Linked DNA regions of Mus musculus: all the other regions are linked to region 1. Evidence: chromatin contacts called from public promoter capture Hi-C data. All regions are on one chromosome and are shown on one strand. The core of a region is the stretch at or near the end of the contact, and the rest is flanking DNA. Distances in the headings are between cores, read along the strand shown. Region 1 holds the start of Med12l (mediator complex subunit 12-like). Region 2 overlaps Mbnl1 (muscleblind like splicing factor 1). Region 3 holds the start of Commd2 (COMM domain containing 2). Region 4 holds the start of Aadac (arylacetamide deacetylase).

Evidence for each region. Promoter capture Hi-C pulls out the DNA fragments that hold promoters and counts their contacts.
Region 2: a promoter capture Hi-C map of liver shows a contact between it and region 1, with 2.6 times the contacts expected there. The contact joins the enhancer-like site here to the promoter of Med12l in region 1. A contact is called at or near these places in 4 of 39 promoter capture datasets (hippocampal neurons, liver and pre-B cells), 1 of 115 datasets of contacts at active chromatin or transcription factors (stem cell-derived neural progenitor cells) and 1 of 9 other capture datasets (embryonic stem cells).
Region 3: a promoter capture Hi-C map of hippocampal neurons shows a contact between it and region 1, with 2.9 times the contacts expected there. The contact joins the promoter of Commd2 here to the promoter of Med12l in region 1. A contact is called at or near these places in 3 of 39 promoter capture datasets (hippocampal neurons, liver and pre-B cells) and 1 of 115 datasets of contacts at active chromatin or transcription factors (astrocytes).
Region 4: a promoter capture Hi-C map of the SN4741 cell line shows a contact between it and region 1, with 6 times the contacts expected there. The contact joins the promoter of Aadac here to the promoter of Med12l in region 1. A contact is called at or near these places in 4 of 39 promoter capture datasets (the SN4741 cell line, hippocampal neurons and liver) and 2 of 9 other capture datasets (adipose tissue and liver).

The regions. Positions count from the first base shown.
Region 1 is chr3:59,002,540-59,009,847 of GRCm38.p6, forward strand. It overlaps Med12l (mediator complex subunit 12-like), which reads left to right and starts at 4,439. Exons shown (of 44, transcript NM_177855.3): 1 at 4,439-4,561. The coding sequence starts at 4,463.
Region 2 is chr3:60,567,973-60,575,280 of GRCm38.p6, forward strand. The region is part of intron 2 of Mbnl1 (muscleblind like splicing factor 1); the gene reads left to right. Among named protein-coding and RNA genes, the nearest start is that of Mbnl1, 70 kb to the left of the region's middle. Within about 2 kb of position 2,634, at least 121 of the 459 cell types and tissues checked have an H3K27ac peak or open chromatin away from gene starts, as enhancers often do. A contact at or near this core is called in liver, where this site is marked.
Region 3 is chr3:57,647,513-57,654,820 of GRCm38.p6, forward strand. It overlaps Commd2 (COMM domain containing 2), which reads right to left and starts at 4,172. Exons shown (of 5, transcript NM_175095.4): 1 at 4,075-4,172; 2 at 3,910-3,987; 3 at 3,179-3,261; 4 at 2,530-2,703. The coding sequence starts at 4,141.
Region 4 is chr3:60,028,314-60,035,621 of GRCm38.p6, forward strand. It overlaps Aadac (arylacetamide deacetylase), which reads left to right and starts at 3,475. Exons shown (of 5, transcript NM_023383.1): 1 at 3,475-3,628. The coding sequence starts at 3,494.

The sequences.
Region 1 (7,308 bases), core at 3,189-5,688:
ACTAGGAAAATGGAAACCATGTACTGAGCTAGCAGTAGAATTCTACTCGTCATTGTTGCTTGAGTCATATGATGGTATTCTTTCATTTCTGTAAGCACAAAAATTATTAAAACTTAATTTGAACGAAACATTTCAAAATTAATAACCTTTGTTAAAATTTAACAACCTTCTCTATGGCATTCTGATTTTAGTGCATGTGTTTCCAAAGCCAATACATAATTTCTTTTTTCTTTTTTCTTTTTCTTTTTAGTTTATTTGGCTTGTTTCCCCATTATATGAATCAACTGAACTCCAAAGCAAACAAAGGCTTTCAGCGTGCTGGATAACTGCTTTACAGCTCTAGATCTTCTGTGTTGATTATATATATATGATAGTGCAGGAGCCAGAGCTGTTGCATCTCCCTGGAGCTAGAGTTTGTGTGCTGGTGCTCTGGAAGCACAGTATATGCTCTTAATCATCTCTCCAGCTACTCCAGGTTTTTTTTTTTTCCTTTCTTCTTCCTTTCATTCTTTCCTTTTATTTTTTGACTAAATGAAAAGCATGAAAATTTCTTTTTTGATCCAGATGTATGCATTTAAATGTAATTGGGATATAAGAAAAATTCAAAGTAAGCAAGATTGCCTGCAGACAAGCTGGTAACAAAACACCGTATTGTATACATACACCTGGACAAACATCAATCCCACGAGAAAACCTAGCAACTTTAATTCCTGCACCTACAGGCATGGTGCTGAGAATTGTTCCTTTACAATCGAGGGAGAGCATACTGCTATGGCACAGTACATGGTTAGAAGTTTCTTCTTTGATACGTTTTCTTCTGATGCTCTTTCACATGTACTACAATAATGATAGTCAATGCACGCAGAGCATTGACGATGATAATAGGCACAGGTTTGGGAGGGATTAGGCTCGACTCTGGCTTTACTGCTTGTTCCTTCAATGGCCCTGAACCAGCAGCCGGAGAGCAGGGATGGTAGGAAGAGCTCACAATGGATCTACTCTGTAATTCCCCCCCCCCCCCCCCGCACTGGTGAGAACTGGTCTGAAAAATGTTATTCTTATCTTCACACAAAGAACTTGGAGAGGACCCCATTGAACACCTTTTCTATTCGTTCTTTGTAACTTGGAAGAACTTGGAGAACTTTTTAAGGTGGCCTGTGATTTGCACAGCATATCCACGATTGGCAAGGAGAGAAGATTGGCTACGAAATGTCTGCATAGAGGTTACACAGGCAAAGGAGACCTGTGCAAAATGTTTCGCTGGGTTATTTCGCCTTGTTTATTGTGGTGGTTTGAATAGGAATGCCCTCCCCCTCCCCTGCCCCCTGGGCTCAAATTTTTGAACTCTTAGTCATTAGGGAATGACCCTACTGGAGAGAGATAAGGAAGCAAGGGCTGGTTGGAGTGGGCGTGGCCTTGTTGGAGTAGGCATGGCCTTGCTGGAGCAGGTATGGCTTTGTTGGAGGAAGTGTGTTCCTGAGGGCGGTAGGTTTTGGGATTTCAACTTCTCAAGCCAGACCCAGTGTCTGTCTTTTCCTGCTGCCTCCCAGTTGGGATATAGACGTCCAAGCTACATTTCCAGCCCCATGTCTGCTGTTTGCTGCCATGCTTCCTGCCATGACAATAATGGGTTAAATCTCTGAATGTAAGGTAGGTCAAATAAAGGTTTTCTTTTATAAAAGTGGCCGTGGTCAAAAATCGAACAGAGTAAGACAGTTATCTCTGAGAAAACTTTGAACATGTCTCTCACCAAACTATGGGCATCAGATTGAGTGGCATAATATAGTACCTGTAAAGAATTACTTGTGATGACCGCCTAAGTCCATTTACCCAGCCAACCACCTACTATCCATCCCACAATTCAAAACTTTTTTGAGATGTGCCAAGTGCCATGCTGTGTTCAATAATGAAAACTGTCCTTACTGAATTAGCGGGTACATTAGTCCATTGAGAATTGGGGGAATACCTGGAATAAAAATGGTTAAACAGTATTAAAGATGATAAATACTCGGGGATTTATTATATACTTTCTTCACTTTTTGGTATGCTTGATAAATCTCCTAATAAAGTTAGATATGAATAAAAACTGTATTTTCTTTGAAGCAAAGGAACTGGATTTGATAGCTGCTATAACACAGGGCAAACCTCACCATGAAGTTATTATATATAGGGTATTAGAAGAGAAATGCTCATGGCAAGCTGGGCAGTGGAAGGAAGCACCTCTTGGTAAAGGCAAGTATACTGTAGGAGGCCTAGCTCAGACTGAGTAATGGATTTAGCCTCATACAGCTCCATTTAAGTGTTAGGCTAGGTTGGAGGTACTTTTGTTCAGAGGGTAAACAATGAAGAACTAGTCTTTTACAATGCCATCGCCTTATCCACTTCTTTCTTCCTTCCCTTGGGTGCTTTAAAGGCAGCAAAGCGAGTAGACATTCACATATCATCACCATGAACCAGGTACTATAGAAAGGCTGCAGGTTATTCTGTGTACATGCTCTCCAGAGCTGGGAACTAGGCGTCCAAGACATTCCTCAAGTTATGGAGAATGTGATACAATCAGGCCAAGGGCAGATCAAGCACACAGCCCTTCCCAATCAAAGCAGAGGGGTGAGGTCAGAAACCTGAGCTGCAGCCGTGGTAGGTTCAAATTCCCATTAGCTTTTGCAGCTTTGAACAAGTCATCTAGCCTCTCCGAGCTGACACAATTTCCTCATTTATAAAGAAGGTGAAGTAAAACCGTGGAAGGGTTTGTTGCTAGAAGCAAATTCAGACCATCAAGCTCATACAACCAAAGGAGGACTCGATAAATGGCAGCCATCATTCTTGGCCAAGTGCTGGCGCGTTCTCCTGGGCGCGCCTCCTGCAGGGTCCCTTAGGACACGCTGGGCCCGCCTCCGAGGCTAGGTCTCAATGCTCACGGCTCTTGGCCCCGCATCTGTGTGTCTACCTGGAGCAAGCGAGGGGCGCCGGCAGGTGGATTGACCAGATCCCCCGAAAGGATCGCCCCCTCCCCGCGGTTCCCATCCCTGTGATGCGAGCAGGTGAGGTTTCGCCTAGGCTGCCGGGATGGCGACCCCAGGAGGGGTCGAGGCGGAGGGCGCAGCTCGAGGCCCGGGGTCCCTCCTGGGGCTGGTTCCATAGCCGGGTTAACCCTGCAGCCAGCTGGGGCGCAGGGCCCGTGGAATGCGCGCTCTGCGGCTGCGAAAACCCGGAGAGGCAGATGGGAGCGCTCGAGGCGCTCGCAGCCAACTCCTCCGCGGTCCGGCCGCCAAGCTGGGCATGCTCAGTGCGGCCGCCGCGCCGCCGTCCGCCAACTCGGGAGCTCGCGCTCCCGGGCCGTGGGGGCGAGAACGCTGGCGACAGCGAGCGACGCCCCCAGGCAGCCGCAAACTTCGCGGCGTCCGCAGTCTGGCGAGCCAGACACCTCGCAACGTCAAATCCAATTCCCCAACCCTAACGGAGCGATGGAGGCTGCGGCCGCCAGGGCGTCCCGGCTGCCCGCCCCTGCCTAGCCGCTAGCTAGGGACCAACAGGTAAACTGTTGGGGGTGGGGATCAGGGCGCGCGACGTCTAGGGGTGGCCCGGGGAGCCCAGTCGCCCGTGCTCCCGATGTGTCCGTCGGTGCTCGCGGCCACCTCTGCTCACCCCCTCCCCAGCCCCGGGAGGGCCAGCAAAGGGTTAAGTCGGCCCCGCGCCACAGCGAGCGCGGCCCCCTCCAGCCGCCGCGGCCGCTGCAGCCGGCAGCCAGCAAAGCGCCCCGGCGCCGCCGAGGGGACCCGCGCAGCTCGTGCACTGGCTGAACCCGGAGGCACCGGCCTCGCTCGGCGTCCGCATCCTCGCCTCTCGCGGCCTCTCTCCCTCCGCGTCCGCGGTTCCGTGCCCGGGCGGCGGGTCCTCCGAGTGCAAAGCTGCGAGCGCCGGGCATGGCGAGCCAGGAAGTGGGCGCGGGCCGCTGCGCAGCACCTCGCGTGCCCGAGGACGCCTAGCTCTCGGCGGGCACCGAGCCTCCCGCCTAGGCGCCAAGAAAAGTTTTTTCCCCCTTTATGCCCCTCCCCCACCCCAGCCTGGGCCCCTCTGGGTGGGTTTGGGTTCATTGGTGAAGAAAGTCACACGTTCCCATCATCTGCTCCTCCCCCTGGGGACCGAGTGGGGGTGGCGGGAGGCCGTGGCCGCGGCGGACCCTGGCCGACCTCCAGCCCGGGCGCCGCCGCCGCCGCCCGCGGAGCAGGCGTCCCGGGGCTCGGCGCAGCGGGGTGCCCACGAAGGCGGCCCCCCTGAGCGCGTCTGCGCGCGGGCAGCGGCCGTCTCCAACCTGCTTTTTCTCCTGCCTGCAGCGCCACGGCGAGCCAGAGTGGAGGGAAGAGGGAGTCTGTCTGCAAAGTGCTGCTCCCTGGTGCTCAGAGGCGGCTGCTCCAGCTCCAGCTCCAACTCTCATTCATTTCGCCGGTTAACATGAGAGATCATGGCCGCCTTCGGGCTTCTCAGCTATGAGCAGAGACCGCTGAAGCGCCCGCGGCTCGGGCCGCCCGACGTCTACCCGCAGGACCCTAAGCAGAAGGAGGTAAGGGCGCCGGCGGCCTCCGCGGTTGTGCGGCGCTCCGCAGCGCTGACCCGGGGCCAAGCTGGCCCGGCGGGCGTCCCCGGCGCTGCGGGGGAAGGGCTGGGGAGGGGATCGGAGGCGGGGCCCGGGTTAGGGTATCAGGGACCCTGAGCTACTGAGACCCGGAGCCTGCCAACCCCCGCGCTCCGCTGGGCGATCGCTCTGCGGGGGGCTGGGTCGCTTCCCGGTTGTCGGGCCTTGCACTGCGCCGCTGGGCGCTTTACCGCTTCTACCTCGCTAGCATCTTCTTGCTCGCTTTCCTCCGTTTTTGCTTGTTTTATTGTTTTTTACTCCGTCGCTTCGATAAATCCTCGTAAACTTTTTGACAAATGCTGGAATGCAGTACATCGGACACTGTGGTCTTGCGTTTTGCGCCAGCGGTATGGGTACGGATGGGGGAGGGACCCTTATCACATCCTCCACTTTGGAATGGAAGTCGTTTTTTAGCGAGGTGATCATATATTTGGCTCGGTGAATGTACCTCTGTATCTCTCGCCTTTAAAAAAAATTTAAGAAAACAATATTGAAGAGAAACACCGAATTTTGTTTCTAGAGAGACAAATTGGCTTTCCCGGAGGCTGTTTTGTATGTGTAAAAGCAGACAAGTTATCTTAGAAAGGAATAGCTTCCAGATTACTTATTTTCTTTGAATGAAATTAAATGGAGAAACCTTGGCTGTTGCACATACAGTAGCTTCAGTGGTTATTGTAAGCTATGTAGGTATGTGTCAGGAGTTAAAAAGTAATTATGTAACAACTCTCCAGCCATAATAATGATCGCCCTTGGCTATACAATTTGCCCAGAGACTTGCCTATCTTCTCTTTTTTGGTTCCCCTGCTCCCCAGCTGTCCTTTGAGACTTTGCCAGCTACAGCCCACCCATCTTCTCTTTTCTATAGTTAAGCATGAAACTGCCATGTATTCTAGTCTTCCCGTGAGCCTGGAAAGTCTATAAAAGTTTGCGTGTCCCCTGATTTCACAAGAGGACTTTGCAAGTCAGAGTTCTTTCAGGCTTCTATTTTGATAAATGTATCCGTCTCTTTAGTAGAGGCTCAGCCCAGACTGGCTAATAATGTGTCTGAGAAATCATCACGAGCAATTCCTTTTGGCCTTCTCCCATTGAGTTTGAGGGTCAGGGAAGTCGATTGAAGATGGCTGGGAAGTTTACAGGTGGGCAGCATGTGCTTATGCAGCTCCTAAGGTCTGGAAAGAAGAGAGACTCTAAAGACCAAGTGTAAAGAAAGGTGATTTTAAAAGTTTTGGCAGGGATAGGGACATTCGTTTCTTAACTTTTCTCATCTTATAATTAGTGCCTCACTAGGTCTTTCTGGAGAGTGACGTAGCTTCGGGTTGGTGGCTTGGATTAGCATGTGTGCTTGTTTATTTAGCATTTATTTTTACATATGACAGTCACTTCAGGACTTGGATCCTGGAAAGAATAATTTTGGACATTGGGTCACTTTCTAGAAATCTAAAGCTGGAAGAAGTGCCTGTAGAGGGTACTTTTTTCCTACTTTGATTTGAGGAGATAGGGTGATTGCAGCTCAGAAGCGCTTGCTTTATCTGAAGTGTGTGGTGAATAAGCACACACTGGGTTATCAGCGCAGCCCTCCTTCAGCCCTGCACTGTGTCCCGGTGACTTGTGCTGCTGCTGCTGCTCCTCGGATTCACTTCCCCCCAGGCGACCGATATTCTATCTCTCTTGAGGAGAGAGTTATATGTGGCTGTAGTCAAATTTGGGTACAATATGGAACAGGTGCTCGGCTGTTTTTTTGGTTGGTGGCGAGCAGATTCCTAAGCTTCAGTTATTTATGTATTATACTACTCCCTCAAATTTCCACCCTGTCCTTGTACAACCAGTAATTTGATCCTTTTATTAACTGTAGATAAACTGTATTGTGTTTTCTGGACAGTCTTGATTTTTTGCAGTTTACTGCAATATGAATATGATTGTATAAGACATCACCCCCCCACACATATATGTTATTATATGCAAACACAAGATATATAATTACACATATTTGAAGGAGGCCAAATCTATACCATTATCCATCAGAGAGCTGTGGTGATTTGTTTGAGAACGGTCACACTGATCTACCCAAGCTGATGTTGAACTCAAGATCTTGCTTCCATTTCTAAAGTCCTGAGATCCTAGACCTGTACCACCACATTGAGATAAAGTATTGATTGAATGGAGGAAGTCCAGGCTTCCGGTTTGACCGTGGTGAGTTTGAATTATGGTTGAGCATCTTAGTGGTTGGCAAATTTGGATCACGCCTCTCTTGTTAACTAGTTTAGTTGTGCTCGTCAGGAAAAACAAGGTAAAACTTTATAATTTTCCTCATGTTTGGGTAAGAAAATCCCTATTCTTCACTGAACCAAAGTTGCCTGATTGCTACCGATGAAGTTTTTATTGATAAGAAGTGGTAAGAGCGTTCTGGAAATAGGGTCCCAGGCTACGGAGTGGAATCCTTCGGGAGGACTCTGTGGAGACAGAATGAAAAGATCCGTTAACCTGCCTCATCAGTTGATCGAATTCATTCACGAGCTTTGCAGTGCCCTGGTCTCCCTTTAGACTTTATTAAATGTGGTGGTAGAGTACTTTGTCATCTGCACATAGACTGCCCTCCCCTTTAAAAATGGGGAATCAGAAAAGCAGGGGTCTTTCTCGAGTCTTCTTCCTCTACAGCTTATCTCCTTACCCATAGT
Region 2 (7,308 bases), core at 1,384-3,883, 1.6 Mb after region 1:
TTCTAACCTTGAATTTAAATACCATCAGATGTGTCTGATTCCAAGACAGTATGTCTCTGATTTCAATGGCTTTTAGAGCAGGTAGACAGCTTTCACTGAGTGGGTTTTACAAGTTGATCTTTATACCACTTAATTTTACTCAATTTTAATCCCTTTTAATTTTGCTATGTGAGTCATCTTGCTTAGTCCTTCAGATTATAATGCAGTAGCCTTACCACCTAATAAGAAGGCAGATACATTTCCATACCTGAATTAAACTCATGCCTCACTTATTTTTAAGTGGTCTGTTGGAGAATGAATAAAGACATTTTTATTCATTGTTAAATTCTGGAAATGAATCAGTTTGACGATGGGGGCTTTTCTACATTATAACAGATACAGAGTGCAGTTTAAATACATAGGCACACCAGAGAAGCAAATAGTGCATCCAATTAGGAAGCTGAGCCTTGAATGTCACAGACATCTTTTGTTATTGTTTATTCACTAAGAAAATGAGAGGCATCAGACTAATTGCTTCCTGCTGTCAGTTATTTTGAATGGTGAATAAAGACAGCCACTTCTTTACATTGCCTTCATTTGCTCAGCTCATTACTGATGCTGTAATAGACCACTGTTGGGAAGGAATAGTTTGCCAAATATTAGATTATTTTATGTGGTAAAGAGAATAAATTGATACAGTATTCATAATTCAGAGATGGAATTAAAGATGTATTATATGCTTACTCAAGATGACCAAAGCTGTAATTCCAAAGTAAAAGTGCGTTAGACACTGTTTATATGTGGTCTGCTAAGTGATTTGATTAACTTAGGGAAAATGTTGATTTTTCCAGGGAAAAGAAAACTTATGTTTCCATTCTAAAAATGGGTTTCCAAGTTAAAAAAAAAAAGTAATGTTAAAATTAAGACTCGGTGAATATTGCAAATGACCATAAAACAGTGTGGACAGCTTTTCCTGTCTTTGGACTCAGGACTGTTCTATGCTTTCTTCTTTTGGTTCAGCAGTAGCCTGTTGAAGCTCATGCTAAGTGCTGAGTCATTGCTAGTGTAAATGTTGTCACTTTGTCCTTCACACATAGACTTTGTCAGGATGAACATCTCCTTTATCTTTTTTATTTAGAAACATTTCATTTAAAATAACTATAAATTATAATTAAAAGTTAATACCCGAAGACCATACACACTCTCATTTCTATTTTGAATTGCTGTTTGGCGTTGCAGGTTGTGTTTTTAAAATTGCAATGAAAGACCTCACTTTGTGAGATGATTTGGATGGCAAAGGGAATTTTTTCATTTACATCTTTTTTTTTTTTTCTTTTCAATAATGGTCACTGGCAGTGGTCCAATGCAGACAAAATGCCTGGAGCCTCCTCAGCAGAGCCGTCAACACCCTTCCTGCAGTCAGTGTCAGCCTCCAGCATCTCTGCAGTCGTTCATCAGCACTGTGGCAAATCACTGCTGTAGCTCCATCCCATGGCGTGTCTGACATGTCCTGGCATTTTCTTTCTGTGCCAGACAACCCAAACTTAGGGTATCAAGATGGAACTGAAGGAAGTAGACTGGAAAATGGGCACATTGTGATTCTCAGGGAAGTGAAATGGATTCGTAACTCATGAATAAAATAGGGAAATTTTACTAACCACGTAAAAGTTTTCAGTGTGGACCTGAGCATGCAAAAGCAGTTAGAGGAGAACTTAGCATGCTTATGCCTTTAACAGTGGATAGGGCCATACGCCTACCTCCTGCCCACAGCTCCCCTTTCAGAATAGGGACTGGGATGTCAGAGCAACTGTTTTGTCTGTGAACCAAGACAAGTGGCATCCATTGTGAGATAAAAAATAAGAGTACTTCTAAGATGAAGACATGTGCATTGCAAGGTGGTGGAGTTCTGAAGCCTCCTTTAAGAACTGCTCTTGATACTCTGTGGTATTATGTCTTCCTTGTATAAAGCATTGACACTAAAAGACTCCTCTTGTCAACCAGTGTATAATATCTGCACAATAGAGTGCAGAGGGCTGACGTGAATTCCCTGAAATCATAATGTGCTGCAGTCAGTAGATCATCAGTCAGACCAGAAGAGCACCGCTGATTACCCACTGAATTATGCATACAAATATTTGCAACATCCTGAGTAATTAACTCATAAAAATAAACAATTACCATAATGGAGATTGAGTGAATTTCCATATATTTTCCACTCCTAAAAATACTATCCAGCTGGTTAATACTATTATATTTCTTAAAGAGAAATATTTAGATACAGTTTTTGCCACATGTATTTTCCATGGCTTTAGAAAAATCTCAGAATTTCAAACGTAAGGATTTCCTGAGGAAGATTAGTTTCTATTAAATTTTTCTGGTATATACAAAACTTAGGTATTTGACTCTGATATCTGAGAAAAATACTTCCACATTTTGTATTGAGATAAATTAAATTGTATTTTATCTCTATGGTGCTTATCTTTTGCCTAATACAGTGATATCATTCTGTATCTGTAGTTAAGCTGCTGTAAATGACCATTTTCGTTATAAGTGCTAATGATACTTTTTTTGGACACCTGATAGCTAACTCTGCTTCAGGAGCAAACGGAGATGTTTACACTGGACTCACTTGCTGACTCATGGCTGCTGGAGCAGTTCCAATTGTGAGATAGTTACGTAGACAATCCTCTGTCCTATATTTGATCTCGCTTAAAGGGGAGCCAAACTCTTTGGAATATAAAAGGATGTTTTGTTATATAGTCCTGTGTTTTCAGGAATAAAAGCCCCTGTAAGGATCCAGAGGCTACAAGTCACAAGGCCACACCCACCTGCTGCTGGCAGATGGTCTGAGGGGTGCTCCTATATTGTCTTAGGGAACTCTGGTCCTTGTGCCTGGAGTTTGCACCCCATCTCTTTATATATCCCCTCTTCTCACTTCTTGTTTCCTCTTCCCCTTCTCTGTTTCTTCCTCTGTCCTTACAGTGTGATTCAAAGCAGGATTTGTGGTTGGTGATTCGCATGCATAGTTTCTGTTCTTTAAAATAAAACTCAAGTCCCCAGGAGTAGGGGTCATGAAGCCTTAGAAGTGAAGCTGTCCCAAGTCATTGAAACATCAACGTAGTTAGAAGCAATTAATAAAGAATATAACTGTTTTTCAAAAAGGTATTCATTATTTGTAGGATATTATACCTTATATATAAAATTGTGCTCTAGTATAATGTTCATTTCACTGGATTATTAGCCTGGCCTTTTGTGCTTATGTGCACCTTTGAGTCAGGGCCGATTTAAACTATCTACTCCTTGTTTTCTGTATGGGACACAGAGACTTGTACTAGGGATAACACAGAGAATTAGTATCTGGGACCCATGGAGTGGTGATAGAGTCCAGTTCAGCCCTGCCATGTCCACATAGCCATAGAGCATTGGCAATTTAGTTTGTTTTCAATTGAAGTCTGCCTTCCTTTTGGCTGTTATTTGTGGATAGAAATTATGCCCCCTGAGAACTGTGAAGTCTTCAGTGAGCTAATGTGTGTGCAGCATGAAAGCCATACTCAGCACGTTCTGTGATTGTAAATATATGTAGTAAGTATCTGTCCCAAATCAAGTTGTTGATAAATTGGAAACCTGTGTTGTAGCACACATCTTTGTATTTAGAGATCAAATGCATGACTCTAAATCCTTGGCATTTCCTCATTTAGATTTATCTAGCACTTGCACACCCTAAATGTTTCTGTGATCAGATCTGTCATATTAATCAGCTGGTTATTGCATAAAATGTACAGCTGTCAAAGATAGGCACAAAAGCAAATCACAAGAATATCTCATCTGTGTTTTTTCTATCAAAATGATGCTGTATTATATATGTTTTAGATAGATAGATAGATAGATAGATACTGTAGTATATATAGTGTATATAGTATATCAATATACTGTTCTTCCAATTCTAAGGCATCACTTTTTTTGATAGTTAAATTTATATTTGACTACAGCATACTACAACCTGTCTGCATTGCTAGTCCTATTCTGAATTCACTTACATGTTCAGTAGTATATACTTGACTTTTATGTAATAACTAGACAGTTACTTTTAAGATTCTTCAGTTGTATTTATGTCTTTGGTTTTTATTTGTTATTTTGTTTGCTTGTTTGTTTGTTTGCTATGGAAAATAATTTCTTTAAATCTTTCCCATGATTTTTTTATAACAATTCAAATAATATCAGGAAATTCTTCTTGACATGCTATGTTAAGCCATTACTAAGAGTTATAATACATGTACAACAGAGTGAACACTCTTAGCATCTACCTTTCTAATTGTAAAATGTTTATGCTACTTGTTTAACATGTAATGAATAATTTCAAATTAGGTTGAAAACAATGGAAATTAAGTATAAAAGCTTGTGATATAAAGTGATGCTGACATTCTGGATAGCATTTGATCATTCTGTGGAAGAATATAGAACAGTAACAATGGGAACTGAAGCAGCAGTTACTATAGTTAGCTCTCTGTTGCCAGAGCATCTATTCCTACAGGGTTTCAGCTAGGCAGTGAACATTTATACTGAGCAATTACTTATTGTAGCATGTGTCTTGCAATAGATGTTTCCTATGCAGACACAGCAACTTTTCTGAGTAGTTCCAAACTTAAAGCCATTTTAGCTTTTTTCAAATTGTTGTTTTGATTTTAGTTTATATTTTTTGGCAAGGTGTTGTTTGTTTTCCTGAAAGCTTTTCAAATTGCTTAGAATTACCATTATTAAATTTATTAGAACATGGATTTTCTAAATGGCATTTACATTTAATAATTACTGCAACTAGGCACTGAAGAATATTGACTCTGGTTGGGGAACCCTCCAGATAATCATTGATGAGCAAGTGTAAGCCCCTAAGAAGGGGCTGGGAGAGATTTGGTGCTTTGCCTCTTTGCTCCTCACCCAGGGCACTGGGAACTTGAATAAGTAAGATTTAAATACCTTTATGGATTATATCAAGTCTTTTTTCTGGGTGTTACCGTGTTTTCACATGATATGTTCTAGTTCAAGTTTCACACGTTTTTCTGTTTTAAATCTCCTCTTAGTTATTTTTATTCATGTGTATGGAACATTGTGTAAGTCTCAACTTACTATTTTTCCCCTGTAAAATACTGGTATGCCTTAATTTATCATTATGTAGAAATACTGGATAAATCAACTATTTGAGTGCACATTCCCAAGTAAATTTTGTATATGTGTTTGGCTCGGCTTCTAATAGCAAGTTCTTAGACTTTAATTTTAGAGGCTATACTGTAGTCAAAATTGAGGGTTGCTTGCATCACGTTAACTTCGCTTGTTTTTGAAAAATTCTAATGGCAATGTATGTATCTGTTCCAAAAACTAGAGTCTTTGAAGCCCATTTGTATTATATAAAGGGGAAGTCTGAATTCCAGCTACATCCCAATTTGTTTGTAAAAAGCTTGGGTTGAGAGCAGACCATGTGTCTTTGGAGCATTGCTGTTACCTGGGAAGGAGCAGGTCAGGGACCTCTCTGTTTCATGGGGATCCGTGCACTTAAGGTGGGGATTGTAAAGCCCAGGGTTTCTTTTCACAAGGTGGATGAAAACTTTTGTTATTTCTTGTCAAGAGGTTGTTGAATCAGTCTCTGTTCTTCTGACATCCTAATCTGCTTCAGTGCAGGAAGCAGGGTTTCTAGGGACTTCCGTGGTATGTTTGTTAATTGACCACTTTAAGTAACGAAGTAGTTAGTGTAACTTAGCCCTACCTTACTTTCTACAAGGAAAGTATATTTAGGCATGTTTAGTGAGCAGAAGTGATGATAACCAAGTCAGCAAGCCTGTGCACCAAGTCCTTCATCTTTCACCCTACTTGGCAATCAGGGCCTCCTTCCATTTTCTCTCTCTGATATCAGACAAATGGTGGGAGAGGAAAGGAAGCTAGCTTTCCACTCATCTGATCCATTGCTAAATTAAATATGTTCAAGAAGTTATAAAACCAAAGGAAACTTTTTCTTTGCCAAAATCCTAATAAACTATACAAAAACATATATTGTACATCCAGTAGTTGTTGCTTGTTTGATGTCAGGTCATGTAGCATCAAAGGGGACAAAAGCTAGAGAAAGCACATTGTGCTGGGTAGAATAATGAGAGATAAAATGGAGCTAGGGTTTCTCTGCCTCTAGATCTTCAAGTAATCTGAAGTATGGAAAAGAAAAGGAAATGTTAAAAATCTAACACGGATGAGGCTCGTTTTAACTTTACGGCGCTTCCCATGTGTTACACGTTGTCTTCCATGGCAGGAAGCTCACAGGCCGCGTCTGTTCTGATATTTCTCCTTGCTGCATCAGTGCTCGAGCAAGGGCTAGTCTTCCCCTGGTGTTTCCTTATCTCTTAAAGTCAGCTTTCCTTATCTTTGAGCATTGTGTTCAGTTCCATTTTATTGCTGGTTTGTGCGTTCTGGACAAGGAAACAGGACTTTCCCTCAAGGATCATTCCATACTTACAAGGTGTCCTCACAACTCTAAGTTGCCTCATTCTAGAGGACTGCTTCTCAGTTACATGGCAAGGACGCACTGACTCACAGCCTAGAGCTGCTTGGTGGCTGCCCTGGACAAAAGAAGCAAAGGTTCCTAGAAGGTAGCCCTAGCCTTCGGATTTGGCACCAGTGTCTGCACTGTTCCCCATAGCTCCTCAGTTACCCATGCAGATTCTTGTCTCTGCTCTTGATATCAGTGAGCCCTGATTACCAACAGATTGTAAAAGGGGGTAGAATTTAGTACCAACCGATACCTGGGATTCTTCAAAGTACACCAAGTCCCTTGTGAAGACACAGCTGTGGTTAAAAGGTGCTAAGGGTCTGCCAAATTATCTAATGCCACATGTCTTATGTCTTAGGAGTGACACCATATGTAAACGCTTGCTTCAGAACTGTTAGTAAGTCCTGTGCAGAGCCAGATATTATTCTGAAAATAGAAGAAATCTGTAAAGTTTGCCCACAGAGAAGTACTGTTTCATGAGTAGGGGATACATTGTATTGCACTAGCTGAGCTCCTCTGAAGGATCCATTGTTACCAGATCAACAGAGGTTTCTCATCTCTCTGGAAGAGCTGCTGCCTTGGAACAAACAGCCAAGCAACGCCTCCAAGCTTGTTTATACCAAGCTTGTTTACAGTCCTCCTAAAGACAGCTCTTTGGTGCACGTTGCTGTACAGAGAATTGCATGTGTTCTGGGATACAGGTATATCATGAAGAGTTTGAAGCCTTATACTTATAAAGCTGTTGACAATTTCCAGTTGTTTTTTGAGGTGGTGTGTAATAGTGTGGTCTGAATTCCACATGC
Region 3 (7,308 bases), core at 2,922-5,421, 1.4 Mb before region 1:
AGTTCTAGGCCAGCCAAGGCTACATGGTGGGGCCCTGTCTCAAAGAGCCAAATATAAATAAATACATTCATGCTGGGCGTGGCGGCGCATGCCTTTAGTCCTAGCATTCGGGAGGCAGAGGCAGGCGGATTTCTGAGTTCGAGGCCAGCCTGGTCTACAAAAGTGAGTTCCAGGACAGCCAGGGCTATACAGAGAAACCCTGTCTCGAAAAACCAAAAACAAAAAATAAAAATAAATAAATAAATAAAAAATAAATACATTCATTCAGTTAAATAAAAAAAAAAATTAAAGCAGAGGTTGGTAATTTTTTTTCTGTAAGTAGCCAGATAACAAGTATTTTAGGCTGTGCACACCATATAGTTTCTGGTCCAATGAGTCAATTCTGTCTTTGTATTTTAAGAGCAGCCAATATATGCAAACAAACATGGCTATACCAACTAAAACTTTATAGAGAGAAGTAACAAGTCAGATGTGGTCAGTATGCTGAGTCCTAATTCAAACTGCAATTTAAGGCAGGCAGTGGTAAATGCCTTTAAACTCAGCACTCAAGAGGCAGAAGTGGGTGGATCTCTGAGTTCAATGTCTGCTTGGTCTACAGAGAGTTTCATGACAGTCAGAACTACACAGAGAAACCCTGTCCCCAAAAACAAAATGAATTAATGAATAAAAAAATAAACTGTAATTTTAAAAGGTAAGAAAAAGAGTAACAAGATACTAGTAAGACAAAAAAGGTTTATCCTATAGAAAGGGGGAAATGATTGTAAAGGCTTACATTCTTTATATTTCTAAATTCCCACTTTTGTTCTGATGCATCCAAGGATGCCAAATTAATTTTTTAAATAACTGCTTCAATGTCACGTTTATCAAAGTATTTACAAGGGCTTCCTATTGTCTGCTATATTACATCTAAATTCTTACCAAATTTCTGTAACCCATTTTGGCTTCTGTCTTAGTCAGGGTTTCTATTCCTGCACAAACATCATAACCAAGAAGCAGTTGGGGAGGAAAGGGTTTATTCGGCTTACACTTCCATATTGCTGTTTATCACCAAGGAAGTCAGGACTGGAACTCAAACAGGTCAGGAAGCAGGAGCTGATGCAGAGGCCATGGAGGGATGTTCTTTACTGGCTTGCCTCCCCTGGCTTGCTCAGCCTGCTCTCTTATAGAACCAAGACTACCAGCCCAGGGATTGTCCCACCCACAAGGGGCCTTTCCCCCTTGATCACTAATTGAGAAAATGCCTTACAGTTGGATCTCATGGAGGCATTTCCTCAACTGAAGCTCCTTTCTCTGTGATAACTCCAGCTGTGTCAAGTTGACACAATACTAGCCAGTACAGCTTCCTTATTTCAGGTTACACAGTCTCTACTGTGATAATGACGCACAAACTTTGATTCCTATTACCAATATCTGGATTAAAAGAGAGATTTTAAAATTTCTGCTCTCCAGGCCAAACTTTATACTAGTATCATCAGAATCAGATAGGGCACATCTATTTTGAGTTTGTGACTATGTGATATTGAGTACACAGACTCGTACACTTTTCTTTGTGTATTTTGTAGATAACATCTTTCTAGTTGAAAAAGTATCTCACACTTGTTACCCAGACTGGTCTCAAACTCCTGGGCTAGTGGCCCCACTGCTTCAGCCTCTCAAGTAACTGAGACTTGGGGTCTGTATTGGGCCTGGATCCTGGATTTATGAGTCTTCCAAAATAGCTAAATGACAAATCTTTTCAAAAACAATGTTTTACCAGAGAAGCCAGACATCAATGATTTTTTTGTGTTCTGTGTAAGTTTTTTTGTTCCGGTGCTAGAGATTCAAGCTTGGGCCTCGAATACACTAGGAGAATGCACTACCAGAACTAACCCCGGCCCTATATAGGAGGATTGCCTCAGTCACTGCATGTGTGCACAGATAAAATGAGTTAAAAAAAAAAAAAAACTGCATTAAATACTTCCGATGGTGGTTACCTTTGGAGAGGAGGGAAGGAACAATCATTAATAGGAGGTAAAAAAAAAGATGTCTCTGGGGTCCTGGTCACGGTCACATCTATTTTGAGTTTGTGACTATGTGATATTGAGTACACAGACTTGTACACTTTTCTTTGTGTACAAGAGAGAACTGTGTTTTTAAACTAAGCATTGCCAAAAACCAAAGCAACACAAACAAACAAGTCTGTTTTGTAAACCATACTTTCTTCTAAACGACTTCTTAACAACTTTTCAGATTGCACAACTGCTACTGTGCCTGACTACCTGAGTTCAGTCCCTTCGGACAAACTTCTGAAAGCTGTCCTCTGACCTCTACACAAGTGACATTCATGTACGCATACATTAAGTAAACACATGTAATAAAAACAAATTTAAAACCTTTGCAAATTAAACTCAGTAAATCAAATTAGAAATAAAAGGAAATGAGCTACTTGTGAAATGACCCAAAGTGACCATTAAAATCTACATTTTCGTTTTCACACCAGAGCTTGGTTAAGTTGGTAAATAACAGATTTAAGAAAAGGAAAAGCCATACCTGTACATCTAGCCGCCACTCAAGACTATGGTAACTGGGAAGACGAGGTGCTAACTCGTTCAGAATAGTTCTGATCTCCTTTCTGTTGTCCAGGTAGAGCTGAAGCAATAATTTGTTTAGTTCTTCAGAGAATCCCAGAACAAAGACAGAGTCTTGGAAATCCAGTTCAGAAATCTAAAGGTAAATTGAGTTCAACAGAACACTGGAATTTATCTTTGTCTAGTAAATGCTAAACCATTTCTACACACACAAGTACATTATATCCTCTAATTCTATTTAGAACATTCCTTAAAGACCCACCATTCTGAAATCCAAGTTACTAATATACAAAATAACCTTATTAAAATAGGAAAGAAATTAAGATGCCTAATTTTATTTAATATTTTTCCATCAAGCCAGATAATGACTGCTGATACATTTTTAAAAATGCAATATTTCATTCTCCCATCTCCTGACATACATGGGTGATGGCACATGATGCAGAAATAGAGACAATTATAATTTAAACCGGCAAGAGGAATTCATATTAGATAACGCCAATAGCACTGTTTTGGTATACTGCACAAATTCGATTATGAGTTAGAAATATTGTAATAGGCGCCAGTTTGAAAGGATCTGGGTGATACAATACAGCTCTCAGAAGTCTTACCATAAGCTTTGAGCTCTCGGTGAGGAGATACGTTAATCCTTCCACACCATGCTGGATAGTGTCACTACTCACGTTCAGTTTTCCTAAGGTGGTGGTGGTGGTGGTGGTGGTGGTGGTGGTGGTGGGGTGGTGAAGAAATAAACAGATTATCAATTTGTTTAAAAATAAACACATTCAATTGCTCTGTTTTCAAACTATACAATAAAAATGAGTTAAGCGGAGACTACTGTTCCTTCTTAACCCACTCCACTAACAGGGGCCTTGGCTATTTCCCTCCAAGTCAGCCTAACAAAACACAAACCTGTGAACAGACACACAAAGCCCCTTCAACCCAGGCAGAAGGAGAAGTCAGTAGAGATGTTCTTAATCTCAACCACCACCACCACCACCCCCCCCCCCCCAGCTTAGAAAAAAAGCAGTTTCTGGGTAGCAAATGTTTACTAAACACTTCGATGACAGTTCCACTTCTTCAGCATGCGGTATTTTATTAAGCACCAGAATATTTCTAAAAGGCAGGTGGCACTGTATTCATTTTAAATATGAAGATATTTGTTCCACACTAGTTATAAAAGCGCGCAGCTCCTTGCAGTGTGCGCCTTGACTGACTGCTCTGCGGGGTTTTAAGAGGAACAAGGAACAAGACCCTAGGACCTGCAAAGACTCCTGCGGAGAAAGAGAATGGATCGCACTCTCCAGCTCCACAGACAGAGCCCGTCCTCCCCCTTTCTTACTGGCGGCGCCTTCGTAGATCTTCGGGTTTGAGCCCCGTCGGAGGAACTCCACGGCGATCCTCCCGAACTCGGCGACCACTGCAACGGAAGTCAGCAGCAGGCTGTGAGTGCCGGGCTGTCCCCCGGGTTGTCCCCGCCGCAAGCACCCCGCAAGCACTAACTTACCTGCAGTGTCCACTTGCGGCAGGAAGGCCAAGTGCTCCTTGTGCTCCTCGGACAAATCCAGCAGCATTTTAGCGGCTCTTCAGACTTTGCCACCCGGCGCCGGCCCCGCCCTCACCACTTCCGACCTCTGTGCAGGCAAAAAGAAGTTCCGGCGGGCGTCGCGGTACAGCCCATGCTTTGGGTTCCGGTTGCTGGCAGTCCTAGGAGCACGGTATCGTCCGGTTCACTCTATAGGAGTGAAGGTAGGCAGTGAACGCTGGTTAAAAGAGTTGAAGGTACAAGTCTTCCACTCATTCATGAGCCATCCTGCAAAAGTGTAATATGTAGTGCTGGAGAGATGGTGGTTAAGTGGTTAAGATCTCTTGTTGCTCTTGCAGAAGAACCAGATTCGGTTCCAGTACTCACGTTCTCAACCATCACTAACTCTAGTTTTGGGTATATAACACTCATGTATATGTATATGTATGTGTATGTGTATATGTGTATATGTATATACATATACTCATGTATATGTATGTGTATGTGTATATGTATATATATGTGTATATATATGTATATATGTATACGTATATTACATGTATATATACATAAATATATATGTAGTGACTATTTTGTACACTCCACAAATACCTTGAAGAAACTACACTATGACTACACTATGAGCAGAGGTCTTTGCATTAATTTCTGAAGATACAGCCCCAACTAGGGTAGTTTTGAACAGTTTGTGTAGGACTTTGTGTTATCACAAGCCTTCATGATCCCTAAATAAGCCTGTGAACGTGTCCACTTAGGCAAGAAAGGGAGCACTTTCTTAGTACAAAAGGGAAGATGCTAACCAAACATACCTTTGTTTACATGTGAGGTTTGCTTCAAATGGTGCAAACACCATTTCTTCAGATTTAGAAGCTGGCTGCTCAGTTCATGAGCAGGTAGGGATAGACACACCCTACACTGTATCCCTTGCTGCTACAACTTTGGACTCAATAAAAGGCTTCTCTCTAGGGGTCTTTTCTTGCCCACTTCTGGAAGCAGATACAGTGCTATAGCAGCAATGATAAAAGCAGCCATGTGGCAGCAGCTGCGACAGCTGAGCATTCTGAACATCAAGCCATAGAAGTGACAGCACAGCCTGACTCTTGCCAGCAGAAGAGGGAGAGCTGAGAGGCGGGGAACGTAAAATAACCAGTTTCTTAGGAACTGAAGAGGGATAGAAGATGGTAAAGATTCAAACAGACTGGGTGGGTAAGATAGCTGAGTGGGTAAGATAGCTCAGTGGATAAAAGCTGCTTGCTGTGAAGCCTGAAGACAAGAGTTCAACCCCTGGAACCCTCACGGTAGAAGAGAAAACCAACACATATGAGTTGTTCTCTGACTCACCAACGTACACTGAGGCACATGTGTTCACATATTAACTCACTCCTCCCCTCTCTCCCTTTTCTCACTCTCTGTCTCTTCCTAATGTCATAAAAATTATTTTAGAAATAATCAAAGAGTTCTTGAGTTCTAGGGAGCCAATGTTTTCAACTACCCCAGGCCCAGGAACTACACAATTGTCTATCACCAAGGGGTGAGGAATTGGATACCTGCCTATTTAGTATCTTCAGTGCTGGCTACTGCCCAAGACTAAGATATCTTGATTTTTTTTTTACACCTATAAAAGAGTCTTGGTACTTACTGTAGACCTATACAAGAGCCATGAACCTTGTAGAAGTAAGGATTCCACTACCAATGTTAGATTTCTGAAGTAGCACAACATTAGATTTCCGAGGCAGCTTAAAGAAACAGCTTATAGAGGCAGGAAATAGACCAGTCTGACCTCAACGGATGGAACTCTTTATTTCAAACAGAAAGGGCAGGCACAGGATGAAGGCAGTGTCTGCAAAAGGAAAAGGGGGTGCTTGGGCTTATGTAGGCAGTTTGGGAATGCAACTGCTAGGGCTACAGGTAAGCCTGTAGTTTCTCCCTCCTGGAGCTGTTTATCCACACAGGTCTGTTTATCTTTAGAAACTCCCTTGCCTGGCTATCAGGATGCAAGGGCAGAGTGGGCAGATGAGTTTGGAAATGGCAGTGAGGAGGGAAGAACTGGAGGGTTTTGTTTTATTTGTTTTTGTGGTCTTCTGAGACAGGGTCTCTCTTCATTGCTGCCTGGAACTTCTTCTGTAGAAGGGCTGGCCTTGAACTCAGAGGTCTGCTGGCCTCTGCCTCCTGAGTGCTGGGATTAAAGCCATGCACCACCATGCCTGGCAAGAGGTTGGAGTTTCAACATAGTGGCAGGGGATTTCAGCAAGCTTTAGGGGAGAAAAGCTCTTTAGTCAGGGTCTGGCGCTGTTTGTTCAAGGTCTATTCCAACACTAAGGCTTGCCCAGGGATCATAGCACTTGCAGGGTTAGGAATGTTACTATCAGAAATCTGCACAGGAGATGTAACCGTAGAGGCTACCACCTGCTACCGGGCTCATCTGCTGCTGCCTTCTGCCGTCCAGGGTTATAAAGCTCACCAGAGGCTAGCACTGGAACAACTTCTTGTTTCCTACCTGGGATTTCTGAGGAGGAAAGGAGGCCTCTGGCCAGCTGCTTGGAAACATTTGAACTTGTTTGTTAGGCCTTGAAGCAAGTGTTAGGGAGGCATGTCAAATGAGATCTCCTTTCTGTTGTGGTGGAAGTGTGAAATTGCAAAGGCACCTAAAAAACTCTTAAACAAGTTCTTTCAATGATAATTTTGTACTTACCTTATAATCAAGTAATTCCGTTCCTAGGTATTTAATGCTCCCCACCCCCCAAACACCGAAAACAGATATCCAGAAAACACTTTGACAGTACTGTCCAAAAATGCTTTATTCATAATATCTCAGAAATGGTGACAGTCTAAATTTCTATGCATGATAGTAGATGATATGATACATCCACAAACAGAATTCTAACTACTAAGGAAGTAATAAAAAAAATGGAGCACTGGGTGGAGTCTAACAGCTCATCCTTATAATTCCTAGCACCTGGGAGGCTGAGACAGAAGGATAGCCACAGATTTTAGAGTAATTTGGACTACAAAATTAGTTCCAGGCCAGCCAGAACCACACATTAAATCATGCCTCATAAAAACAAAGCCATAGCCAGGCAGTAGTGGTGCACACCTTTAATCCCAGCACTTGGGAGGCAGAGACAGGGGGATTTCTGAGTTTGAGGCCAGCCTGGTCCACAGAGTGAGTTCCAGGACAGCCAGGGCGACACAGAGAAA
Region 4 (7,308 bases), core at 2,225-4,724, 1.0 Mb after region 1:
AGGTATTCTCTTTAAGCAAGCACATCCAATTTCTTCTGACTTGGATATAAAAGACCCAGGTTTCCAGAACAACCGCTTTGGGGCACTCTTTAGCATAATTTATCTATTTCTCAGGCCTTCAAATGGAGATTGGAAATGAAAATGTGCCCCTTGGTATGAAAGCCTTTGAATATAGAATGAACTTCAGCAAGAATTTTCCTGTTTTACAAGCTTGCAGATGACAGTGGAATTCTTTGAAATTCATATTAATGTGAGATGAGATGATTCCCATAATAAACCTGGTTTTCTTTTAGAAAATTTCATACATATTTATCCTTAATGATGACCATATGAAGTCCCCACTTTCACATCTGCCTCCAAAAAAACTGCCAACTCTTCCCAAGTTCATATCATTTTAGTTTTTATATTTGTTTTGTTTTCTTTTGTGTGTGTGTATGTGTTTGTCTCTGTGTGTGTGTTACTGTATGAGTTTGTGTGTGTTTTGTGTATATGTTTCTTTATCTCTCCATCTCCCTCCTCCTCCCCCCTCTTTCTCTCCCTCCCCCCCCCCCCCCCGTATGTGTGATATTCCACTTAGTCCAGTTAGAGTTGCCAGGAAGTGGATGGGTGTGGATTCCCCCAGTTCAGCATAGGAAACTTAACTATACTATAGGCCACATGTTCAATAAAGTATGATTCTCCACATTACAGCAACTATCTACTACATAGTTCCTCAGTGAGGGCAAAGCCTCACAATAGTCTATGTCACTTACCCTTGGACTTTGCCTGGCTTGACATTTTCTAAGTCTTGTGTAAGTAACCATGACTGCTGTGAGACCATGTGTGAGATAGCCATGCCATGAGTCTACCATTTCACATTTCATAGCTCCCCTCCCCACTCTCTTTCTATTAAATTCTTTCTTGCTTTTTATTTCTGATGTTTTCAGTGTCTCAGTGTGGTGCGAGCAACAGACATGTCCTATTTAAGGCTTCAAACCAAGTCTCTTATTCTCATTACTCTAACCAGTTATGGACTTTTCCATTGACTGCTTTATAATGTAGAAAGAAAGAAAGAAAGAAAGAAAGAAAGAAAGAAAGAAAGAAAGAAAGAAAGAAAAAAAGAAAGAAAGAAAGAAAGAAAGGAAGGAAGGAAGGAAGGAAGGAAGGAAAGAGAAGAGAGGAGAGGAGAGGAGAGGAGAGGAGAGGAGAGGAGAGAAGAGAAGAGAAGAGAAGAGAAGAGAAGAGAAGAGAAGAGAAGAGAAGAGAAGGAAAGAAAAGAAAAAGGACGGTAGAATCACATACATGTGGAGCAGTAAGTGGTGCAGTAGTTCTCAACTTGTGGGTAGCAGCTACCCTTTGGAGGTCAAGTGACCCTTAAACTAGGGTCACCTAAGACCACAGGAAAACATGGATATTTATAGTACAATTCATCACACTAAAAATTACAGTTATGAAGTAGCAATGAAAATAATTTTATAGTTGGGGTCACCACAACATAAGGGACTATATTAAAGTGTTGCAGCATTAGGACAGTTGACAACCTAATTGTAGGACCAATTTGACAGCATGACTACTGAGGAAAGTAATACATTCTATCCTAATGCCTCTGACATCCTAAGCTTTTGACTATATGTTTAACAGTATTGTATATGAAATCCACTCCTATAGAGAAGGCCTCGAATCTGACCAGAGATGGGTTACCCACCCACAAAACTTAAGCAACTATTATACCAGTAAACACATCTCGTTGGGGAGATTGGCACTGTGTATGATTCATTCCAATGCTGCTTTAAACCGCTGATATCATCTCTCTCCTAGAGAGCTCAGCATGACAGAAAAGGAAGCCAGAGGAAGGAAGAAAACTTCCTGATCAATTTGGTATTGAGTTCTTTATGTTCTATAGCTAAAATTCTGGTGTTTTCAGTAATAGGGTCAGCCCAGAATGGTAGACTGGAGATAGATCCAGGGGTCCAGAACACATTTCCAACAGACAAAATCATTGCTACGACTTTACTATAACCTAGTCTTTCCTGAACATTGCCAAGATTTTAACTGAAAGAACAAAGTCAAGTTGAATTAAAAGAATAAAAGAAAAAATAAAGTCTGAGTCAATGATCAAAACCCAAATGGTCAGATATCCATGAAAACAAACAAAGAAACAAAGTGGCTTGAAAAAATAAAGATAACTAGTTTCCCCAAATCACCAAATCAATTCTAACAACCCACTCATACAAACAATTGGATGAAGTTCCTGATGCAGAATTCTTTTTAATTGGGAGGGGGGTGTTATAATATAGCTACAAGATTTCTCACTTTTTTTTTCCTCCAGACCCTTCTCGGTTCTTTCAATTTCATGGCTTCCTTTTTCTTCACTTTGCCTTCATTGATCTCTGCCACCAGACCATCTGTCCACCTAACACAATCTCATAACATGTGAATAAAACTACTCCCTCCATGCATAACACAGATAGTCATGTGTAACAATTAGACAAAAGTAGACCAAGGTTTTGACTCTCATTTTCTTTCATAGTGCTATAGAATATAGCCTTTGTGAAACAGGGGATCCAATATAAAATATTAGCTTTAGAAATATGTAGTTTACTCTTTAAAAAGTAGTCTGGTAATAGTCACCCTTCCACTCCCATATTGATATGAAGATTATTTGATGCAATCTACTTATTGTGAAAGTTAGGTTGAACTTGGCATGGAATATGCTTGAAGCTCATTGAAACAGAATTGAATACTTGAGTCATTCAACCCTTGACTCATTCATTATCTAATTAGGTGGGGATTTGGACAGATAAGTGACTTTTGTGCAGATTTTCTGGTGGCAATTATAAACTTAACAGCCAAAGAAATGTTTTAAGTTAGAATATTGGACTAAAAGGTGAGAATTGTCTAATTATCAATGTAGCCAAAAATAAAATGAAGAGGAATGGGTTTTTCAAGTTGAGAATGTACAGAATGGATTCAGCTGAGCTGTGAACAGAAAGGAACATGATATAATTATTCTGTGTTCTCAAAAGAAATCATATAAACAGAACAAAGCTACTTCATAAGCCGAGCCATTGAACAGTCATTAAAAACGCCTGGAGTTTCCCAACGGGAAGGAAAGTAGGGCCCAGAGGCAATTAAGGAAAATTGAATTTTTTTAAAAATTTCACATAGCTTTAAAGGTGTTGTTGATCTTCTTTTAGTTTCTACTTTACATATGTCTTTCTCATATGTTGCAATACCTATTACTTACAGGTAAGAGAGTCTGAATAATAACACCTTTGTTGTGATATGTTTTTCTTGAAAACTGTTCAGAAACAGATGGGAAGTACCTTCGAGATTAAAGCTCTGCTTTGAAATTCTTTGTAGATTTGGAGTGCCTGTGCTTTAAGAGATTGCGTCGTGGAATTTGGACTGAATAAGTTAGGTAACACTTGGTGACTGGTTAAAATTCAACATCCAATGATTTGAAATGAGTTGTATTTCCTAACTGCCAAAAGCAGAAAGAGCAGAAGGAAACATGGGGAAAACCATTTCTCTTCTCATCTCTGTGGTGCTTGTAGCTTATTATCTTTATATACCGCTTCCAGATGCTATTGAAGAGCCTTGGAAGGTAGTATGGGAAACTGCCTTTGTAAAGATAGGAACAGATTTGGTAAGTTCTGAATTTTACCAACCTTATGAATGCTGAATAACTTAAAAAGGACAAAGTAGGATCTATGAAAGATGTTTCTTAGCATGATCCTTCTCTAGATCTGATTCCAGTTACAGTCAGCAACCAGACAGAGGGAAAGGAGAAGAAAGAAGAATAGAGGATAGAAAGAGAGTGTGTGTTTTGCAGTACTGCCAAGTGAAGGTTTTTAGAAGAATCAACTTCAGTAAAAAAAGAATGGAATAGTAGTATTGTTTAATTATAAAAGTCTATGCAGTAGATTTAGATTCATGCATGGAAATCCATGTGGGACAATTAGTAAGGCTGATTGGTTAAAAACAAAACAAAACAAACAATCCAGAAACACAGGAAACAAGACCATTTAATTTCTAATTGGAGCCACTATTGTAACTCTGGGCATTTTGTGTAGGTTCTACTTCATTCTATGTTTCCATTGCTGTATAGAAACTTCAGTTCTGGAATGTGCCATTTGTCTGTTGTTGCTCTTAACTTGTGAAAAACATGAAGTTATATTTATAGAGTCCTTTCCTGTGCCTATAAATTTAAAGTGCAATCTAAAATATTTTCTAGAAGCTTCAGAGTTTGGGGTTTACTATTGAAGTTTTTCATCAATTTACGTCTTATTTTGTGCAAAGTAAGAGGTAACTGTGTACTTTCGTTATTCTACAAGTGGACATCCCACTGTGGCAGCACAATTCGCTAGTTTCTTCTAGTACATGGCTTTGGCATCTTTGTGGGATATTCAGTCAGCTATGAATATGTTTCATTATACCATAAATAAAATTTTAAATTTCCACATACATATCAGAGACCATTATAAACATGTTTAGATTGCACCATGTAGGGGACAATTTAATATTGCCTTATTTGTGTGCCTTTGCTAAAAATATGATTGTTTTGTTTTGTTCTTTTTCTATTATGATAGGTGTTTTGCTTATTTGCTTTAGTTTTCATTTTAGTGGGTTTTTGAGAGACAGAGAAAAAGTGAAAAACAGTTGGGTATGCAGGGAGGTAGGGAAACATAACTAAAATATATTGTATGAAAATTTTTAAATAAAAAATGCAATATGATTACTAAAAGTAAAACATTCTACCTAACATAAAATTCTATAGGTGAAAAACATAAAAGAATTAATGACATGTTTTGATGACAAAATTATAAAAGAACATGAAATGTATTACATGATAATGACATCAATAGAAATAAAGATTTGTAGATTAGTAAAAGAGAAGACCCAAATATATATTCACATTTAAAATGCTTTTGATATTTGACAAAGGTGCCAAAATACACACTGGAGAAAAGACAGTATCTTCAACATGTTTTAGCAGGATAGCTGCATGTGCACATGTAGAAGAATAAAGTCAAATCTTTATCTATCATACTGCATGAAAATCAACTCCAAATAGATAGAAAAAAAAATGAGGTCAACACTGAAACCTGAAATGCTAGAAGAGAATATAGTCAGTACCCTACACAATATAGGTGTGGGAAAGTTTTCTAAATAGGGTACTTTTACCCAGGAATTAAGTCACCCATTGAAAAATGAGAGCTAAGATAATTAAAAAGCTTCTGAACAGCAAAGAAAACTATCAGTTTGGTAAAGAGGAATTTCTCAGAGGGAGAGAATCTTTGCCAACTATATATTTGATAGAAGGTTAATATCTAGAATATAAAATAAGTCAAAATGAAAGAGTCAAGAAAAATATCAAAGTTAAAATTATTTTAAAATTTTAAAATGAATTTCTTTAAGGGATTTGTTACCTTTTTAAGGGCTTCTACCTATTTACCTGTGTTTTCCTGTATTTCTTTCAGTGGGTTATTTATATCCTCCTTAAAGGACTCTATTATCTTCATGAAATAGGAGTTTTAGGTCAGCATTCTGTTTTTCAGGTGTGTTGGGGTATCCAGGGCTTGCTGTGGTTGGAGAACTGTGTTCTGATTGTGCCAACGTATGTTGGCTTCTGTGGCTTATGGTTTTGCACTTGCCTCTCACCATCTTTCCATCTCATTTACAATTGCTGGGATTGCAAACTAGTGCAAGCATTATGAAGATCAGCTTGACAAATTCTCAAAAAGCAAAAAGTAGATCAGCCCTAAGACCCATCTATCCCACTCATTGGCATATGCCTAAAGAACTCAACATCCTATTCTACAAATAGTTGTTCAGCTATGTACGTTGTTACTCTAGGCACAATAGCTAGAGAGTAGAAACAACCAAAGTGTCCCTCAACTCATGAATGAATAAAGAAAATGTGCTACATATACACTATGGTATATTATTCATCTCTGAAGAAAACTGAAATCATAGAGCTAGAAGCTGCCGTTGAGATGTAATGTATAAGGGAGGAATACATTACAGAAGAAAATCTACTGAGTGAGGTAGCCCACATCCAAGAAGACAATTGGCACATGTTCTCTATATGTGATTATATATAGTTCTCAATATTTAGATGTCAGTATATAACCTAGAGCCACTATAGAAACCAGAGAAATTAGAAGAGGCCATGGGGGAGGAAGAGAAATAGAGAGGCTAGGAGGACACAGCAGGAATAGTAAATCAGGACCTAGGGATTAACTGGAAACTAGGATTAAAAGACAATACAGAGGTAGAAGAGGAGAGATAGAGAACTCTATGACTGTCTGAAAAATATCACAGGGAAACTTTGTTTTATGTTAACTCAAAAAGTTTCTCCTGAGAGTAAAAAATCTTCCCACCAAGAGCCACAGCAGCTATATCTATAAAAAATCCAGTTGCAAAAGACTGCCTCTGCCACTTGTGGCTGTCAAGATGTTGCAAGTAAGACCTCATTGCTGAACACACAACACACTTCCAACACAAGAATTGAAGGAATCAAGCTGGAACCTGAAAGCTTCCTCCTTGACAACTAGCTCTCATAGGAGCTGTGCAAGCTATTGAGGGAGTGGATCAATAAATAGTCCCACCCAGCTGTGACACCTAGAAAGTAAGATAATGGCCAGCATTGCAAGATGGTCCACAGGGTGCAACAGTGGCAATCTTGGTGGGTGGGTAGCCAACTCTTTTTGGATTTAAAGCCTGCTCAATAGGATGAAAATTCAATCTGGTATCATAAACACAGTCAATGAACTATGGCTGGTGAAGTCACTGATCTTGAGAAAACTTACCCCTACTATTTTACTAAACCAGTATAATTTCTCATTGCCTTCTAAATATTCATCCTCCTACCACAGACACACGTGCAGAGAATATAACAAAAATCCACAATTAGTAAAATTACAAAAAAAAAAAAAAAAAGGAACTGACTATGGATTCTCAGCACCAAGTGATACATCTACAGTCCCTATACCTAAAGTTCAGGGAACATGATACACAAGAGACAGAAAAAGTTTAAGAGCCAGATATCCGAGATGACATAGTGTCGTGTGTGTGTGTGTGTGTGTGTGTGTGTGTGTGTGTGTGTGTGTGTGTGTGTGTGACACTATGTCATCTCAGATCAGGGAAACAGTACCCAAGAAATCTCAGAAATTGGTGACCTAAGCAGGATAAGGGTACTAGCAACTCCAGTTGATTTTCCCAATGTGGGTGGCAGAAATATCATGAGACCCTATCCATCCATAAATGAAGAGATACAGGTGATAGATTACTGGCAAAAATTGGAGAATCAATCTTGTATAGGGA